Linked DNA regions of Danio rerio: region 2 is linked to region 1. A link is a contact called in public HiChIP or PLAC-seq data. All regions are on one chromosome and are shown on one strand. The core of a region is the stretch at or near the end of the contact, and the rest is flanking DNA. Distances in the headings are between cores, read along the strand shown. Region 1 holds the start of LOC108179621. Region 2 holds the start of styk1b (serine/threonine/tyrosine kinase 1b).

Region 1 (7,378 bases), core at 1,595-4,094:
CTAATTTGATGTAACCTTTTTTTTGTGTTTGTTTTGTTACCGAGCAACAAAAAAGCAAACTGAAATGAAATGTTTCAATTAAATGTAAATTAATCTGTGTTTTTAAAATGTAAATACTGTCACTCAACAAGTCAGAGCAAATCAAGGCAAAAAACAGTGCAACTCTATTATAAATGAGATTGTTTTAGTTTTTACTGTAATAAGTTCATTATAAAATGTAAAAAATATATACCCTTTTAGTTAATATAAAGCAATGTTTTATATATATTTTTTAAATATTATTAAACAAATTCGGCCCACTAGCCTCAATAAAGTTTGTTTTTGGCCCTTCATAATAAAAGTTTGGGCACCCCTGGTCTAAAGAGTCTCACCTGTTGCACAGCAGCCAGGTTGTGGAGTTGACAGGTTGCGCTGTTGATCTGCTGCTGCAGCATCAGCTGCTGGAAATACTGAGCTGCATTGGGCTGCCTCTGTAAGGCCTGCAGTGCCTATAACATTGAGAAGCACAAACAACTATGTTTCCCTCAATTTAACACACGAATGTTAACAAGTGATTTAAATTACACTTCAATCTGGCTATTAGTTCAGACTGCAGGCTTTCTGACCCACCTGAACAGCTTGCCTTTCATAGAGAGACATTTGAGCTATCTGAGGAGGGCGGGAGTTTCCCCCTGAAGCTGCGCTGCTATTGGTTGAGCTGGAGTTGGTCTGGTCTTCTCCTGCCTCCATGCTCACTGGATGGACGACCAGTCAATCAAACTTTGTAACTGAATACCAGAGAAAAATATGCATAAACAAACGATTTAGAAGAGATTAAACGCTGTTCTCATTCATTAAATGTGAATTAAAACGGCTAGTTATAACAAATACAATCAAACAGTTTGAACACTTTCTGTCAGACAGACTTGTAAACTTGCAGGAGCGCTCTAGTCTGTTCAAATCTGTATATAAAGTAACGTTATATTTCAAAAATAACGCACAGAAATCACGTAGTTTAAATGTAGATATCATCAGTAATGAATAAACAGCGGTTGTGGTTATCTGTCATCTGCGGGTGATGAATGATCGAGGTGTTGCTACATTAGTTCTCTGTAAAATTCACGTATCATTAAGTTACGAAGCATTTGAGACAAAACAGCAGCATGCACGAGGCATAATTTAGCATGTCCATTAGCACAAGAGGTACATTTGGGGGGGAAAACCACCATGTCCGTCCACAGTATCTTATACGCTGCAGCAAAAAATGTTGGCGAACTGACGACTCCCAAAGTGCCAAACAGACATAATTTTACCTCTCTGCGGTCGGCTTCCTACTCTCCTAACGGAAGCAATGCTCTGAAAATGACACCTCGGTGCTGTAGTTTTCGATGTAATGCAGTTCCGCTCTTTACAACTGGTCTTTGCAAGTATTGTTGGAATTCTTCAAACAACGGTGATTGTGATGAGGCTCAAAAAAGCGATGGAAACCCCGCCCCGCCCTCCTATACTGTTTACTATACTTTTTCCGGCGCCAAAAAATGACGTGCCAAATAAAAGTCTGCATCGGTGACTTAAAATTACATAATAAAAGTGTCTATTACTAGAACTTTCTATGTAAAGCTGCTTTGATACAATCTACATTGTAAGTGCTATAGAAATAAATATGAATTGAATTGAGATTTAATACAGACACTATCATGCAGGTGAACTCTTTGGACAACCTCCAATTATTCTGCAAATATTTCCAGAACCCAGCAGATACACATGATTGCCAAAAGTTCTACCATAAACTGTGCAAGATTGGTGCCAACAGGAGAGTAAAGTACACCAAAGGTTTTGAATTTTTAATCAAACATTTTGATTTGGTAAAAAAAAGGTAAAATGTATCTAACTATGACAAAGCTTGAAAAGGTCCTATTTGTTAACATTGGATTGGGACTGTAGTTATTGGGATATGACCACATTAACATTTTAAAGTGTATTAATGTTATTTATCTATGCATTTATTTTCTTTTTGGCTTAGTCCATTTATTAACCAAGAGTCACCACAGCAGAATAAACCACCAACTTATCCAGCAAATGCTTTACGTATAGCGGATTCCCCTTCAGCTGCAACCCATCCCTGGGAAACACTACAGACAATTTAGCTTACCCTATTCACCTATAGAGCATGACTTGTGGGGAAAGGAGCACCCGGAGGAAACTCACATGAACATGGGGAGAACATGCAAACTCCACACAGAAATGCCAACTGACCCAGCCGGGGCTCAAACCAGCGACCTTCTTGCTGTGAGGCGATCGTGCCACCCACTGTGCCACTGTGACATCTTATTTGTTAACAATGGATAATCACTTAAATTATTGGCATATGACCACATAAACTTTTTACAGCATTTATTAATTGTATTTTAATATTTTTTTCTTGTTAGTTTCCAATGCACTAATGTTAATCAAACAAAAATACGTTCTGTTTCACTTTTCCATTTCCAAACACATTACTACTACAGTTTTTCTCTTTTTTTTTTTTTAAATCATGACTGTTACATGTGCATCCATCAAGTTTATATTTCTTTCAACTTACTGACTTGATTTGGCCAAGAAATGTATTGCAACAATAATCCCAGTTTAAAATATTTTACATGGTGCTAATTAGTTTGGTTTTACAACTTCAACATCCAAAAGCCAAGTAATGTTCCTCTTTCAAAGACATTCATGCAAGTCACTGCTGTATGACTCACACTGGCACTGACTATGTGACTCATAAAACCTTTTACATAGCAAGGGCTCATTTACATTCTGGACTGACCTGCTCTTCAGGACGACACTTCATTTGAAAACATAAGTACAGGTATAGTCAAGCCTTCATGAAGTCTCAACATTTGACTGCTCAGATCAGACGGAAACCTCAGTGAGTATTTATTTCCTCCACTACATTATATAGAAAAAAACATAAGTGATTTGTTGACTTTACTTTAAAGAACTGAGTAAACCAATTGCCCTAAAATAAGTAAGATGAACTATGTGGAAAATTAATAAAATTAAGTGAACATAACAACTAGAGGTGTGAACCTATACTGGTCTCACGGTTCGGTTATGATTATCATGCCATCGATTCGGTTCAATTCGATATCTCGGTGCATCACGGTGCATTGACGGTGCTTTCCATATATAGTGTTATATTTTAGGGGGGAGGCTATAACATGCTGTCTGTATAAACACACAGACACACAGCAACACACTGTCTCTCATTCAAACACATTCACAAACATAGACAGCATCAAACATACAAACACACACGCACACACACAAACAAACACACTTAAGCCCTTGCAACAGGGAGAGCTCGCGCTGAGCGGAGCAGAAAAACGGAAAAAAAACGAAAAAAATAAGCACTTTTCCGACGGTCCCTTACAGAGAGCTCCTCTCAGCGCGAGCTCTGACAGCTAAAAGTAAACGCAGACTGCGAGGGCTTGAACGGAGCAGTGCTCGTAATGTCGAGCGAAAAAAAAGAAAGACAGCTGTGAAACATAACCAGCTTTGTCTTTCTGTAGGAAACACACTTTAGATCTTTTAGGGTAAGCGTTTTTTGAGTTTTTGCCATCTATAACTGAAAGTGTGTCAGGAAAATCGAAAACAAAACCAACTGAAGCGCGCTCATTTCCGGCGCCCCACTGGATATACAGCGCCCTAAGCATTTGCCTATGGTGCCTATGCCACGGGCCGGCCCTGAGTTGGCTGAGTGTTGTAAATAACGGCGCTCACCTCCCTCGCGACAGAGCGCATAGGAGATAAATGACGTCACTACATAATAACCGGTTATGATTATTACTGAATCGATACCGAATTGTCCGCGTCTGCATCGCGGTGCACCGAAGAAACAATTAATTTTGACACCCCTAATAACAACAGAATTACTTAACTTTTTAAAGCAAAATCACCTTTAAGGCAATGGATTTACTCCATTTTATGAAGTATATGGCTTTTTACAGTGTATGTTATGTATATTTGATGTAAGCTGTCAGGACAAAATTATAAATTGTGAAAGTATACACGTACAATACAGAAATGGTTCTGATGTAATGTTACAAAAATACACAAATGGATATAGTTTTACCAATTAAAGGTAAAGTGATACATAATGTAACAGGCAGGGCCAGCCCAAGCCTTTAGGGGGCCCTAAGCAGAATTTTATTTGGGGCCCCCTTGGTGCAGACAATATGATAAATTATGGTTAATCCTTGATTATTTGCACACTTTAAATTTAAAACACGCATTATCAATTTTATTTGCTGTAGCTGTGTTGCTTACATTATAAAATATGCTTTTAGGGCCCAAGAAATGCTTTGAAATGTGCAATTTATTTTCGATGTTTGACATAATATAATCTTAACTGAAACATGAAGAGAGGGGTATAGAGTAGCTCCTCCCCTTTAAAAAACAGCGAATAGCCTTTTGTTTCCTCACAGTTCTGCCAGTGAGAGTGGTTGAGCTCAAGCACAACAAATGAACAGCCAGTGAGAATTGTCTTGAAGGGAGCGAGGCATGTCAGACACTAGAGAGCATTTGATTGGTCACAGAAGATTTGATGAGAAACTGAAGTATGAGGTGATGTAAAAAAAGTTGAATCATTTTGGCAGAAGTGACAAACTGCAAGTTTTACATGTTTATATCGGTTTTACATCTTCTAAATGTGAATATGGTCATTGTTTTGTACCCCACTAGCGTATAGATACCCTTGAAGTCTAACATACTGTACTGCTACTAATACCTAAATAATACTATTTTAATTTCACTGAACCTTTAAGACAATTCTAGATATTCTGCAGAAACAACTGCCTATTGATCCCACCTTTTATAAGACTACTTGACACAAAACTACACAATTAGACACAAAACATTAATCTCAGATGTAATGAATGTTGGCAGAAACAAAAATAGCTAGAAGCACCCAATAGCATTCTTATTATTTTTCCATCAAGATCCCACCAAACAGTCAAGAATAGAGGCAATAAAGCTACAGATAATTTTTAAAATATTATTTAAATGTTACCACTGCAAAAATGCTTTTCTTACATATACTTTTTGTATTTTCTAGTTCAAATATCTAAAAAAAATCACTTTAAATCAAAATCTAATTAAATCAAGAAGCATTTTCTAGACATATTCACATATCTAGCATATTACTATGTAGAAAAGAAATTCAGTTTTCAGAAATAATTCTGAATTAAGTGATTTTTTTCTTTAAAGCAAACAAATTAATCTGCCAGTGAGATAAGGAAAATAATCTTACTTAAAACCAATATTCTTTTACATACTCAAATTGGCAGATTATTTAGCTTTTTAATGAAAAACCCACATCATTTTGACAGAAAATCTGTCTAGAAAATGTTTATTCTTTAAGAATTATTACATATTTGGACTAGAAACAAGACAAAAACAATAAAAAAGGAAATCATTTTTGCAGTATATTTACCAACTGTCAATGGTTCATAGTACATGGCTGTGTGATAAGAAATTTGATCACAAGAAAACCAACCATGATATATTACAAATTTTGTAAATGAAGGGTAAAAAATGCAACAAAGTTATATGCATTTCTTTCATTAAAAGCACATGTTTATAGTATTGCAACTGTGTAAAAAGCACACAGCTGCAAACAAGCTGAAAAATGCAGAGATAGGTTTGTGACTGAAAGGGCTCATATCTAAATTAGTCAGAGCAGTAGCATCACAATTAACCTAGTGAAGCCTTTACATGTCACTTTAAGCTGTATAGAAGTGTCTTGAAAAATATATTATTTACTGTCATCATGGCAAAGATAAAATAAATCAGCTATTAGAAATTAGTTATTAAAACGATTATGTTTACAAATGTGTTGAAAAAAATCTGCTCTCTGTTAAACAGAAATTAGGGAAAAAATAAACAGGGGGCCTAATAATTTAGGGAAAAAATAAACAGGGGGCCTAATAATTCAGGGGGTCTACCAATTCTAACTTCAACTGTGCATGTTAGAAAACAGTTAAAATAGCAATTTATTGCTTTCTAGTTTTTTGTAAACTAAAGACATTTATTACAACTTGGCCAACCTATTTGATGTATTTAATGCATAGCCCTGGGTTATTTTTAATCATGCAAAATTTTGCATTGCCACTAGATTAATATATTTTCTTCAAGAACAGTAACTGATTGGAATACTCAGAAAGGTGAGCACAGACTCCTCTGAGCACTTATAATGCCTCCAGCAGTGTAGAACATTAGTTATTTACTCATCAATTTAAAAAGAGCATTATTTTTAAGTTTTTTAATTTCTCTAATATTTTCAGCAAAAATACCATCTACAAGACTTTGGAAAGGTCTGCAAGGGTTAAATAAATGAAAAACCCTTCAAATGATGTGTTCTTGTCCTATTGATATCTTTATATATGTTGGTGGAATTAAATAGTGTGAGCCCATATTCCTGTATGAAGTTTCACAATTGTAATGGCTCATCTGTCAGTGGTTAAAAAGGCTGGTGCGTCTCTGATGTATTGTTGATCCATCATTACGGGAAGAGCCACCTGGTGGCAGCTGGGTGTACTGCAGCCACAGCGGTAAATGGCTGCAGTCAGAGTAGATTAATTAATTCTGATCTTTGTACATTTAAATAAATATCGATTCTTGGCGCCAGAGCATATTGATATATTTGTCCCACCCATAATCTATAACCAAACTCTCCAACAAACTAAATCAAAAACGAAAGTTAGTAATTTCATGCTCTCTTGGGGGCCCCCTGGTGGCCATGGGGCCCTAAGCAGCCGCTTAGCTTGCTTATGCCTTGGGCCGGCTCTGGTAACAGGGAAATGTAAATGTAAAGTGTTGACATTTTAAAATTTAATCCAGATCACATGATATGACACAAAAAAAGTCTAATAAATAATTTGAATCCTATGATATTGATTAAATCTTTCCCACACTGTTAAGAGCAATCAGTTATTTAAAACCCGTTGGCTTAAACGAGACAAGCTGACTTTAAAAAAGTGAGTCAATCCTTTGTAACTTGTAAATGTTAAGTTGACTTTACTTGATTTTTATAGTTATGCAAGTAAAGTCACTTTTACAGTGTAGATTTAAAAAAAACTGGTTTATCATAACATTATAATTAGGATGTTAAAAGCCATTTACAGTATATACAGTATCATTATAATGAATTAAAGTATTAATTCACGTAATATTCACCACAAAATATTTCTGGTCTTGATGGACTCTGAACTACAGTTTAGTATAATTAATTATTTAAGTCACAAGATTAAACTCTTTTTCAAAATTAAGCATGTTTGATATTTTCAATTTGGGATTGAGGAGGCTCAATTGAAACGTCAAAATAATCCTGATAACACTACTCAGCTGATCTCACTTTTTT
Region 2 (6,584 bases), core at 2,726-5,225, 35 kb before region 1:
AATTTTACGTGTAATTGTACATCAGATTCCTCTGGCAGCAATTATATTGTAACAGCTACATCATAATTCAGCTGCACATCACCTGTATTTTGCATTTATTAATGAAGAGATGAAAACTTTCAATCAAGTTTTTTTTTTTTTTAGGTAACATTGAACCTGGATCAGTTGATAATAAGCAGCGGTACTTGCTCGCAGATCTGAAACTGATTTCTGAGTACTATGGGGTCCCTCTGAATCCCCCTCCAGTTTTTAACAAAGGTATTTAAATTTGCAGGTTTTTTTTAATGATGATGGTCATGGCCTCAGCTATAATACATATTTTATTTCCTTATATTTTTTTTTTAAATTTTTTCTCTCTCTCCTTCTTTTTTCATCTAAGAAACCTTGCTTGAAATGCGCTTTGTGACTGCTATAGCAGAGAAAAACCAAGAAGAAAATGTGCTATTGGAGAAGGTTTCTAGAGAGCTCTGGAAACGAGCATGGCAAAACAATCTAGACAATACCCAGCCTCCCTCACTCATTGAGGTATACTATACCCAGGATGGAGAAACTAAAACAAACAAACTAATACAAATGACCAAATAGTATTTATTTACATAATGATCTTTCAATTATTACCAGTGTCAGTTAGTTCAGTGTAATTAGCTATTATACTTAAAAACCCTTTTAGCTATTCGACAAAGATTATTAACAACTTTTACTTTTTAAAATGTTTGTATAAATATATGTACTCTTTATTCAAATACAATTCATTTCATTCTTAAAGGATAAAATATAGCCATCACTGAAACAAGACCTAACCAGACACTAGACAGTGTGCATTTTACTATTATTTCCCTTATAGCGAACAAGGCTACTTGCATGAATGAGAATACTTTAAAAGCTAGTTGATGAATCTGTGTCACGTACGAGAGGAGAAACTTGAAATGATTAATACACTACTGTTAATTAGATCTCTTTATAATATCTCTGGGGAAGCTGAGATCATTTACCATGTTATTGGAACAGTAAACTATGAGGACTAAAGTATCTTGGAGTGATTTGAAAGATATGCAAGTAAAGATCCAGGAACAGCTGACTTGTGAGTAATCGCATGTTTGTAAAATTCAACACTAATATTGCAAATGGTACAACGGCCTCATAAACATCTACAGATACTTAAGTACCAGTAAAGCTCAAATAAAATACTCATTCATACAATCATTTATCGGTGATTGCCACAGTGAACCACCAACTATTCCTACATATGTTTTACACAGCGGATACCCTTCCAGCTGCAACCCTGTACTAAAAGACACCCATACACTCTCACATTCACATGCACACACACTATGGTCAATATAGGTAATTTAGTTAATATAGTCCAATTCACCTATATCGCATATCTGTGGACTGGGGGAAACCAATGCATTCTTAGGAAACCCACATGAACACATGGAGAACATGCAAAGTCCACACAGAAATGCCAACTGGCCCAGACAGGACTCGAACCAGCGAACTTCTTGCTGTGAGGCAACAGTGCTAACCACTGAGCCACCGTGCCACCCTCACTCAAATACTCCGTGGCATAATAATCCAATATTCTCCTAAAGTCTCTTTTTAATATGAAAGATAAAATATTGTCAATCTTAATTAATGCCTAAAGCAAACTATTGTAAGACATTATTTGTGTTTCTGCTTTGTGCAGGCAGGATTACAGGCAGGTCTCTCAGCCAATGAGGTGGAAGAATTGCTGACCAATGCCAAATCTCAGCCAATTAAAGACAAGCTGAAGAGTGTCACACAGGAAGCACTGGAGAAAAATGTTAGTGACTTTTTTATGCCAAAGCATCTTTGTGTTGATTTTTTTAAATTGCAGTAAATAATTTTCCTCTTTTTATCAGGCCTTTGGTCTTCCATTCATTGTGTGCCATGTCAATGGGAAGGTTGAGGTTTTCTTTGGTTGTGACAGATTTGAGCTCATAGCTCATCGCATCGGTAACTACAATCTAAGGCTTAACTGTTGATTGGACTACTTTAGAGCTTCAGAATTTATTTGAAGTTACTACAGTTAAATAAAATACAGTGAATGAATCACTCATTTTAACATCTTCAGTTTGATTAACAATAAATTACAGATCTCATGGAAAGCATTTGATTGCTTACATGATTCCTAAACTCATTATGGTACTAATTATCTTTATGTGGAAAGTAGCATTTTTTTCAGTCTAAAAGAAACATTTTTAGTGATGTCGTATTAGCCAGGACAATCTGATCATTACGTCCATTTACTGCTTGTCAATTAAGAAACATGTAGCTTTTGTCATGCATGTGTAATTACGTGTTTATTTACAACTTGCCAACTAACCATCTTGTTTAACTAGTTTAACTGGTTTAATGATCCAACTGGATGATGAATGCTCATCTACTTTATTATATATACTGTACCAAAGCTGGTTTTCCTAATGATTTATTGCACTGTGTCATGAATTAATCTTGAATTCCTAACTAACTGTGGGATTTAAAAACTTAATTTTAGGTTTATTTTCCAATCATTCTTTCTTTTGTCTTTCAGGGGAGAAGTGGGCAGGGCCTTGTCCAATCAAGACCACAATGTGACACTTTCACACGCTCCCTACTGTATGTATTTCTTTACACTATACAGTAACTATAGAAAACTATCATACCCTGTAAGTTCTTTAGGATAAAGTTGAAGAAGGCACTGGTCAGTATTAGGCTACAAAAGCATGTCAAAGGCTGTAAAAGTTATTTGAAATGTGATTTGAGTTCAGGCTGTATGACAAATAAAGTCATTATTTCAAAGAGGTATGATGATTTTTATAGGCACCATATTACGTGATTTGCTACACTAAGCTTATGAACATGATTTTAAATCGAGTTTCACAGGAACCTTTCATTTGCTATATATTATTACTATTATATAATGCTTTTCCGGGATAAGTCAAGTTGCCTGATTAAAACACTAAGATCACAAAATACAAACTATTTTCTTAAGATATATGTTTTGATTGGTGAGAACAAATGCGGTAAATACATTACTTTTTTAGGTGACATTCCTACACTCTCAGAAATAAAGGTACGCAAGCTGTCACTGGGGTTGTACCTTTTCAAAAGGTAAATATTTTTACGTAAAGGGTCCATATTGTTACCTCAAAAGTATTTATTAGTACCTAAAAATTTTAAGAGGAACACTTTTGTACTATTTAGGTACTAATATGTACCTTTGAGGTATTAATATAGACCTTTTAGGTATAAATTTGTACATTTTGCAAAAAGTGCCTCTCCAGTGACAGCTAGCGTACCTTTATTTCTGAGAGTGTAAGAATGTTTAGTATACATCAGTCAGCATTTGAAGTGGAGAACAAGCTTTCATTAAACTTGTCCTAAAACTATTGAACAGTACCCATTCTTATCTTTTTAATCTTAAATATTTGTATAAACATTTTTGATCCACTTTAAATGTTAACTAATGTATATTTCTTGTCATGATGTACACTGCTGCTGATGCACAACCCATGTAAAAATTACCTCAGTCCACAAATCCAAGATTCATCAAAGCATTTTAGTCACAAATCTAAATGAAAGGTAAAACTCGCTTGGCCTCTTTAACTGTGTTTTATGCACACTGATTGAGTCAGCATTCGTGCCAGGAAGTCTGAACCTTCTAGAGAAACTTGAGGAGCTGGATCTTCAGGTTTCAGTTTGGCTAGATTCAGGAAGAAGATGCTTAACACGAGAGTTCTGATTAGTTTAATATACCAAACCAGAGATAAACACAGAGATTAAGCATTAAATCTCTAGATTCACTGCAAAAAGGATAGATTGTGAAACAATAGGCATATATCATACTTTGCAACCCTACAGTAAAGGAGTGTAGTAACAACAACAGAGAGTTCAGATGAGATTGAAGCAAAGGTGAGGAGGGCGGGGCCAAGTAACCAACAAAGGTGTGACCTCGACAAATACAAGCAGACTTGGTGTACCGTTCACCATAAGGAAATTTTATAGCAGCAAGGAAGGTGACTAACAGCGGGATATGTTTGTGCTGTGTTCATTAATGGGATATTATTGCCATCATGGAAAACTTTCTGAATAGAGACAAGGAAAAACTGAACAGCTAAGAACGTCTACAACTGCAGGGATCATCAGGTAAGCCAATAGAGAGCTGCAGATTAAATCCCCACAGTGCTGATGGGTTACGAACATGTGACTTGGCATTCTGCATATGTGGAATTAGCTGATAGATGATTTGATCTTTTTTTGTGGATTAGTTTTTATTATACAGCACACAGACGAGTTAAGGGTGTTAAAACACAATATTAAGTCAATATTGTATTACAATACTGTTTTAAAATTTAATGGGCTATGGTTTTCTTCATGTTTTTCATCTCAGTATAACAAGACTGCACTTATTTGGATATGTATACAGTAATACTTTGAGATTGATATTGCAATTTTAAAAAATAAATGTTTGCAGTTTTATAAATTTAAAAAAATTCATGTCTTTATATGATCACATGATCCTTCAGAAATTATTCTAATGTTTATTTGGTGCTCAACTACCATTTTTCATTATTACTATTTTTCCAGAGATCTTTTTTTAATGACCAGCAGCATTTATCCATTTATACAAATACCCAGTTATTAAATACACTTCCTAAGTAAAGATTAGTTTATTTGTGTTTCCCTGTGCATCTTTGTGCATGTGACGTGTCATAGTGTAGTCTTTGAGAATAGAAAAAAATGCAGACTAACAGGTTAAGCATCAAAATTCAATAAAAAAGCAGTTCCGTGTTTGTGTCAAAGGCAGAGCTTAAAGTCTGCCCTCAATTTACATTCTGAAGACACATTTAGCCACACTTATGGAACTGTAAAAAAAACAAGCAGCATCTCACAGAGCCGTGATAACACACAAACACAACCTGGCAAATCTACTGTCTGACATTTAGAAAGATTGGGTGTGTTCAGCTGTTTGCTCACAAAGGAGGTCTTCTCATATTGCACGCACAGTGTGTATTTGAGAATATAAGACACTATTGTCAGCTGCAGATCAACCTTTTTTACTTACATGTACAGTAAATATGTACATGCATATATTTCCTAGTATTTATCCCTTATTCTGTCAGTGGTCCTTACAGAAAACAAACTCTTTTAATTCTTCCCCTTATACTGTCTGTGATCATTACAGGGGGGAAAACTGGGTCAAACTTTATTTGAATGGTTTGTTTGTTGAATTTAAGTTACATTGCATCTACATGCCAACTAATTCTCAATAGAGTATAAGTAAACTGTTAGGTTGGGGTTAGGGTGTAAGTTGACGTGTGCTTGCAAAGTTTCTTATAGTCAGTTAAATGTCTGTTGAAGGAGCAGTATCGACAGATATTAAGCAGACAGTATACTAATACTCAAATGGACCATTAAAATAAAGTGTTGCCAAAATCAGTAATTTTTTCTCCTTACTCTGACCGTGATCCTTACAGAAAAAAAAAAAAAACTCTCTGGAAAGGACACTGATAGTGAAAGATCTGTGAAGTCTCAGCTGCCAAATTCTTTTCATGTTGATAACAAAGATCATGTTTCACTGACCCTGAATCCAACTCATAATATTTCATACTGACATTGTGAGAGGTTTATTTTAGCTTCAGTGATCTCTGCATCTGGAAATCCACTTATACTTTGGTCAACAAATAATAAGTAGATCATTAAAAAACACCTCCAACCTTTTAAATTCCCTTTTGGTATCCGTGCAGGATGGCGGCCTCTTCCAGCGCTGCATCTTCTGAATGTGAGCCTGGAGATGCGCTGTGTGGTAAGTAGATCATGTCTGTGAGATTAAATAAAGGAATCATGACCATCCCTCAACTACATTATCAAAGTTGTCATTTGAAATGTCCCTTTTACTCCTTGACCCCAGAAATTCGTGTGTATGAACAAGAGGTGATAATCGTACCGGTGATCTTCTTCATGATGTTCTTGATCACGCTGCTATTCATTATGCTGCTGAGGTTCTGTCCAGAGAAGGTGGAACGCCTGCAACCTGCTTCCAGTCGAGTATCCAGGACTAGGAGAAACTTGCAGGGCATTGATGGTCAGTATATAAAAGGAGTATAAAATTCATTCATTTTCTTTTCGGCATAGTCCCTTTATTAATCAGGGGTTGCCACAGCAGAATGAACCGCCAACTTATCCAGCAAATGTTTTACACAGCAGATGCCTTTCCAGCTGCAACCCATCACTGGAAAACATCCACACACATTCATTCACACACATACACTACAGACAATTTAGCTTACCCAATTCATCTATACTGCATGTGTTGTGCAGTGGGGGAAAACCGGAGCACCCGAAGGAATCCCACGCCAACACGGGGGGAACATGCAAACTCAGAAGTATAATAATGAAATGTTATTTTGCTCATTTATTTATTGGTGTCCTTCAGAAGTTATAGGACTGTAAGTAAGTGTAACCCAATCCCTTACAGACAGGGGCATCATAAGTGGGTGGAAAAGGATGACTGAGTGCCAAGGGACCTGGCATGTAAGGGGCCCTTGGCTGGCTGCTCTCTAAGATTCTAAAATATTACT

The links. HiChIP or PLAC-seq counts read pairs in DNA pulled down with a chosen protein or histone mark.
Region 2: an H3K4me3 HiChIP or PLAC-seq map of gastrula embryo shows a contact between it and region 1, with 2.5 times the contacts expected there. The contact joins the promoter of styk1b here to the promoter of LOC108179621 in region 1. A contact is called at or near these places in 1 of 18 Hi-C or Micro-C datasets (caudal fin) and 2 of 4 datasets of contacts at active chromatin or transcription factors (embryo and gastrula embryo).

The regions. Positions count from the first base shown.
Region 1 is chr16:35,132,695-35,140,072 of GRCz12tu, reverse strand. It overlaps LOC108179621, which reads left to right and starts at 2,844. Exons shown (of 2, transcript XM_017351525.4): 1 at 2,844-2,887. It overlaps phc1 (polyhomeotic homolog 1), which reads right to left and starts at 1,434. Exons shown (of 15, transcript NM_205707.1): 1 at 1,293-1,434; 2 at 610-767; 3 at 372-488. The coding sequence starts at 729.
Region 2 is chr16:35,169,952-35,176,535 of GRCz12tu, reverse strand. It overlaps styk1b (serine/threonine/tyrosine kinase 1b), which reads left to right and starts at 3,975. Exons shown (of 10, transcript NM_001305565.1): 1 at 3,975-4,149; 2 at 5,751-5,809; 3 at 5,915-6,088. The coding sequence starts at 5,752. It overlaps LOC141378226 (glutathione S-transferase kappa 1-like), which reads left to right. Exons shown (of 7, transcript XM_073926184.1): 3 at 129-258; 4 at 380-525; 5 at 1,688-1,804; 6 at 1,884-1,977; 7 at 2,555-2,800. The coding sequence ends at 2,598. It overlaps LOC141378227 (a long non-coding RNA gene), which reads right to left. Exons shown (of 5, transcript XR_012392208.1): 3 at 5,951-6,584; 4 at 5,721-5,824.